2 separate regions of the Mus musculus genome follow, and region 1 is linked to region 2. Evidence: chromatin contacts called from public HiChIP or PLAC-seq data. All regions are on one chromosome and are shown on one strand. Each heading gives the region's core, a stretch centred on a gene start, on an enhancer-like site or on the middle of the called end of the contact. The rest is flanking DNA. Distances are from core to core; before and after follow the strand shown.

The links. HiChIP or PLAC-seq counts read pairs in DNA pulled down with a chosen protein or histone mark.
Region 1: an H3K27ac HiChIP or PLAC-seq map of extraembryonic endoderm stem cells shows a contact between it and region 2, with 5 times the contacts expected there. The contact joins the promoter of Arhgef5 here to the promoter of Tcaf1 in region 2. A contact is called at or near these places in 3 of 39 promoter capture datasets (the 3T3-L1 cell line, embryonic stem cells and stem cell-derived epiblast-like cells) and 3 of 115 datasets of contacts at active chromatin or transcription factors (extraembryonic endoderm stem cells, forebrain and stem cell-derived neural progenitor cells).

What each region holds. Positions count from the first base shown.
Region 1 is chr6:43,264,146-43,267,196 of GRCm38.p6, reverse strand. Arhgef5 (Rho guanine nucleotide exchange factor (GEF) 5) reads right to left here and starts at 1,553. Exons shown (of 15, transcript NM_133674.1): 1 at 1,454-1,553.
Region 2 is chr6:42,708,676-42,711,759 of GRCm38.p6, reverse strand. Tcaf1 (TRPM8 channel-associated factor 1) reads left to right here and starts at 1,645. Exons shown (of 9, transcript NM_001355769.1): 1 at 1,645-1,801.

The DNA of each region.
Region 1 (3,051 bases), core at 304-2,803, 560 kb before region 2:
ACAACATTATCTCAGGAGATCGCACTTCTGTCCACACCAGGGTAAGTGACTATTCCAGACACCACAAATGACGTCTATCCCAAAGACAGGCAAGTCCATAACGTGACCACACACAACTTCAGACAAACCACATTATGGGCAGCCATACCCTCCAGGGAAAACAGATATATGAAAACTTTGGCTACATCTTCAATTTCTGTATTCTTTTGAAAAGAGGTACCCCTTCACATTCCTTCTGACTTGTCCCTCCCAATGCTTACATCTCTCTTTTACCACAAACTTAGAATTTAGAAGCTGTCTGTCCTCTACTCAGCCTCCCCCTTGTCCCCTCCAAGTCCTTTTAAGGTCCATGGGTTCTGTCTTAGACCCGAGGACTGGTTAACAAATGATGACTGTTTTGATAGAGCCAGAAGCTTGCATACCCCAGGTGTAGATAAAGCAGGAAGTGTGGGAAGAGGCCACACTGGGGGCTGTTTCTCTGGGACTTGGTGCTTTTGAAGTAAAGCTGAGAGCACAGTGGGAGAGCAAGGGAGGAAGGAAGCTGAAAGGAAAACCACCCTCTCAACTCTCCAGTTTGGTGTGCCCTTCCCCCTCAGTCTGACACAGCGCTGGCCAGAGTTCACTGCTAGGCCGACAGGAGGACAAGATTGTCCAGAGAACCCAAGATCCAGGAAAGGGGGAGGGGAAGAAGACTTGAAAACTGAGGCTCTAGGGCTAGCTCTCCCGGATCAGTTCTGGAAAAAGGCATTTATAGAAGATGCCCCAAACTAGGGCTCTGAAAATGGGCTACCGCACCGCGATATTCCGAATAGCTCTCTTACACGTTCCTTAGAACCTTGTGCCGAGGCCAACAAGAAACTCCCTATACACAGGTAAATGGGGGAGAGGGAACTCAGGGCAAGGATCCCTGATTCAGATTTCAGAGCCTTAGTTAACAGCGGAGAGAGAGGTGTGTACATAGATTCACACATACGTAGGCATGTAAATGCCGCGAAGATAACGAAGCAAGGCCCAGGCCTGGTTACAAAAGAAAAAAAAAAGACACTTCCAGGTAAGGAACCGTCTAGAAACTGAATCTCAAGAATTCTTTATCATAGGAGTTAGCTTTCCCCAGGGCCCCGACTTTCCGGGTGGAAAAAAGTTCTGATTATTGGCCCGGGAACATTGCGGGGCAGGGTGCCCATTTCCAAGGCTCAGACCTGGTTGGAAAGCAAAGTTTGCCAGGAGGCCATTCCTTCCAGCTCCCTTCCCGGTCCCGACCAGGTACTCAGCCCCTCACTCGGAGCCCGGCCCACTGGCCCAGCCCCCCATTTCCGGAGTCTGCGCCCCGGGACCTGGCCGGGACTGGTCCCGGGGGAGGCCTAGTTCTCTCTTCTTTCCCGCCCCTGCCTTACCTCCACCCGGCTCCACGACCACCCAGAGTCCGGGGCTCAGAAGAGAAGAGAGCACCCACCTGGTCGGAGTCACATGCTGCCCCGGGCTGGCCCGAGAGTCCCCTCCAGGTCCGGGCGCCCGCCGCGGTCCCCAGCCAGGCCAGGCCGCCCCGGCGCCCCACCCGCGGCCCGCCCCTGCCGCCGGACGGGAGGGAGGGACCGGCTTCTCCCAAGGAAGTTTCAGGTGAGGAAACAGGGACACACCTTCCCGGGGGAGGGGCAGCTCCGGGCAGAGCTGGGAAGAGCGAGCTCCGCGGGATTGAGCTCTACCCACAGCACCGGCAGGCCGTGGCCGTCCAGGGGCAGAACCCAGGCAGGAGTCACCAAGGAGCCGCAGGAGAGAACTGGGCACGGGACTCGCCGGTGTCCGGCGTGGCCCTAGACTCCCCTGCGTGTCTCTTCCTCCGTGGGTCCTCGTCAGGTCTCCAACTGAGGCTCATCCGGACCCGGCTGACTTTCTGCCCCTCGATGTTTCCGAACATCTGAGATTTGGGATTGTCAGCGTGTTTCTTTACTTGGTGTTTGCCATAAGATAAAGGGTTCTTGCACAAGTTCTTCTGTTCCTGTCTGTATGCTTCTCTATCTCTTGTCTCTCCCTCTCTACCCCCCTCTCTCCTTCCCATGTTCCTCTCTCTCTTCACTGGGTGCATGTGAAACATTCTTATGTCTTTTCTGTAGATAGCCTCTGTTTGCCACCATGTTCCAGAGTTCATTTTAAGATCTTATGTCTCAGTTTGTATGACCCTCCTCTGTTCTTTCCAGTATTCGGAGAGAGAATACACACACACACACACACACACACACACACACACACACACACACCTTTACCTAATGACAGGAACTTTGGATGTTCTGTCCACAGGCTCCCTCCCCAAACCCATTCCTGGCTCTGGGGGGTACCATAATGACTTTTTCCCCAGGAGAATTAACAGGCTCTTTGGCTGTTTTTCTTTTAGGAATGCTGTGGCCCACAACTGCAATCAGCTTTTGTGGGTAGACTGTCCCCTGATCCCTGTGTCCACCGCTGCTGCACTGGCCCTGGCAGAAGAGGCTAAGCAGTTGTTTGGAAGGCCCTGCAGAATCAAACATGACCAAGGGAGAAAGGCCTCCTCTCTGATAGTCCCGAAGCAATGCAGTGTTCAAAAAATGCCCTAGTTCCGTCATGCTCTTTTGGAGGATTAAACTTTAAAGAGTTTAGCTAGCTTAGACACACTCATAATTGCAGTGAAGTATACAGGAAATAATAAGAAATGCCAAGTCTAGGATTCGGCCATATAAGGGCAGGCCAGCATGCTTCATAAACCCAGCAAGGGCATAGAACAAGGAGTGAAGAGAATCTGAAAATTAAAGCTGGTCAAAAAGTTCCTTCTAGACTGGGAGAGAAACCCTAAGGACTCAGAAAGTCCTGATCTCTAGTGGGTGAACACATTTTGTTAACCTCTGCTGCAGAAGTTGCTGGTGTCTGTCAGCACTCCTGCTTGGGCACAGCTAGTGTGGACAGGGAGCTGGGCATTCTCATTGCTGCCCTTGGCTCTCCTCAGTGAAAGCTCACTTTCCCTTTTCTCTTCATCTGGCTCTCACAGCCTGACCTCCTGGTGTGTGCTGATTCTGAGCTGGC
Region 2 (3,084 bases), core at 396-2,895:
TTCTCACACATTATCACAGTGTGTTCCAATTCTTAAAGTAGCAGAATTTGAAGTGGTAATAAGTGGTTCTTGGAGACCAAGGCAAGTGTTCTGTTGATATGATCTTCCCACTACACATTCTGCCTATGGAACTGCACTATCTCAGGGAGGAAACTTAACAATGCAGGGGAGAAAAGAGGACTGAATGGAATGAGAGACGTGGCCTCAAAAAAGAGGTCAAAAAAGAAAGGCCCGCTAGAATTGGGGTAGAACAGGATCAGGCTACCCGTCAGTCATGTTACAACTGAAGCACACTGTGACAATGTGTGAGAAAGGTCTCCTCAAATTCTCAGAGGCTGTCAGAAATATGCTGGGAGCCTGGTACTGGCTCCCCTCTTTTATCTTTTGCTCCAGGACCCAGCACTACTTGGCAAAGAACATGTAAGTAACATGTAAGTCGGAAGAAGGATGAGCATATGGGCTAGATGTCGATGGAGCTGTGCAAAGACCCCCAGAGAATGATTTGATTTTGAGTTAGGTACCAGTGAGCTGAGCTGAAGGTCAGTGATGAAGGGACCCACATTACAAAGAGGATGTCCTAGTTACAACAGAGTGAACTCAATCAATGTGACAGTACGATGCAATCACCCATGTCTGGAATTACCTGCCCTCTTTCAGGTTAAAGCAGACATTTGCACGATCTTTGTCACATGTAGTCGTAGAGTCCTATTTTAACCCTGATAGAGACAAGTATCACAGAACAGGGCAAAAACATCCTAACATACCTTCGGGGGAAGACACACGACCCCATAGAAACCATATATCATTCTAGAGCATGTTAGGATGCAATGTTACAGGACCAAGAAGTTGTGATCTGGATGGAATTAGGCTTGCTAGTTACCTGACCCTGAGCTGAGAAGTCATTTGGATAGAACCACTGGAATGGATACCAGGGTCCCCTAAGGAACTGAGGGCATCAGAAAGCTGAGAAGATGCCATAGCAGAAGTATAGGGTGGAGTGATGAGGCCACTGCCTCTGCAGACAGGGCAAGTCCCTGAGCAGGCAAAGTCAGATCATTTGAGGCCTACTCTGGAATCTGGAGAAGGGAGGAAAGCAAATCCTCCCATTGATTTTCCCAGCTTTACCCAGTGGAACCTGTGCCAGGCTTCTGATGTACAGAACTGTAAGATGTCGGAAGGGTGTGGCTTAATTCACCTCCTTGTCTGGCAATTTGTTGTAGCCGCCACTATTCACTCATACTTCCAGTTTATGAAACTAAGGAAGATGCAACAGCTTCAAACTCCAGATGTTTGGGATATAACAAAGTGTAGACACACTCTCTTCTACCAAAACTTGACTTTTTCATTAAATTTAATATAGGACCCATAGCTTTAATTCTTCTCTTAATATAATTGTGTATAATTTCTGATAAAAGCTCTCTTGTTTTATCAATGTCTTATTTGTTCACAGTGTTAAGCTGTATGTATGTATGTATGTATGTATGTATGTATGTATGTATGTATGTATGTGTTTTAGAAATTGGCCAGCTGCACATCCAAGCCTTGGAGCAGAAATTGACATAAAGGAGAGCCTCTAAGGTCTGGGGGCAGAGAGCGGAGCACCGCCCACATCCCCGTGTAGCCAATCAGTTCTCAGGACGGCCCATTGCTTGCTCCCCCTTCTCTGCCAGTGACTTTCCACGTCCCCCATCCACTGGTCCACCGCCTATTCCCTTGCAGGCCTGAAGCTTCTTCCCCTTGGGTAGCTTCCTCCTTTGCTGTTGTGCCTCCGAATCAGCACTTCAGGGAACAGCGACGCAGAGTGAGTCTGGCTCCGCGATAGGGTCTGCACCAGGAGAGGCCTGCGATGACAAAGGCCACTGCCAGAAGGGTGGGGTGCTTCGCGGGGAAGGGGGCAGGAGGTGGCGAGTGCCTGGGGCTGCGTGGGGGGCTGGTGTGGGCAACTCGGGCGTGCGGAGGTGGCTGATGCATTCCACATTGAGACCTTCCTCTCTGTCTCTTTCTGAGCTTTCCGCTGCTTTAGATATCTCCTTCAGTCTTCCTGCATTGTTATCCCTTCGCCAGCCAGGAACCCCCTCCCAGCCGTTTCCCATTTCCTTATTGAGTGGTTTGTGTTCAGCAGGGAGCCTTTGGGATTTGATGAAAGGAACCTCAGAGGTTGCGGAAGGAGACTCCACACAGAATTCTTTAAGGGCCACAGTCCCTGCTTAGCCTCCTTTACCCGCCCCCAGGTAAAAGTCCTCTCCATGTCCTTTAAGCACCCAGGGGCCTGGAGTATATTTGCTCTGAGAGGTGGGTGGGAGGATGTGGGCAGGGTGCTGCTGAAATGGGTGTGGGGCTTCTGGAGAACGCAGGTCTGGACCGCCTTCGGCCTGCAGCAGCAGGGGCTTAGATTATCCAGTTGGCAGATACACAACCCCCCACCCCCCGCAGGCCTTCTGGGTTGGCCCAACCTGAAATGAAGGACAAAAATGGAAGAGGGGGAAAAAGGATCTTGCCAATTAGACAATCGTGGAAACGTGGAGGAAGAATCTCTTAAAGAGATGAACCAATGTCTCTTGTCTATGGGCTGACCCGCTAACCATTTGTCCATTCTCCAAAGGATTTGCAAAGTGATTGCGTTTCAGCTAGCTCTTCACTCTGTTTTGCGTTGCTTTAAAGACTTAAGAATAAAATGAATGCTTATCATTCCAAAGTGGTCTAATCTACAAGATAGTGAAATAAACGCTTGGCCGTCTTGTAAGTAAAAAAATAAGGCTTGAATACCATAATGGAGGGTCTCATTTCTGCCCTTCCCTGCCTGAGACTTGGCATCCTTCGCGATTTTCCTTTCAACTACGCCGTTTTCATAGTTCTACTCTTATGTGTAAAACATACATGGGTTGCTTTATGATTTTGTCATGCTTTCATTCATGAATATTATCCTGTATATTCTTATAGCTCTAGGATTAATCCTTGCTTATACTTCCTTCATTTTTATTTCTAATTGGTTTAATACCCTATAGTTATTCTACCATTGAGCATTTAGGTTTCTCACTTGGGGAAATGTATTCATTTTTTTTAATGTGACAAGCTATCCCAACA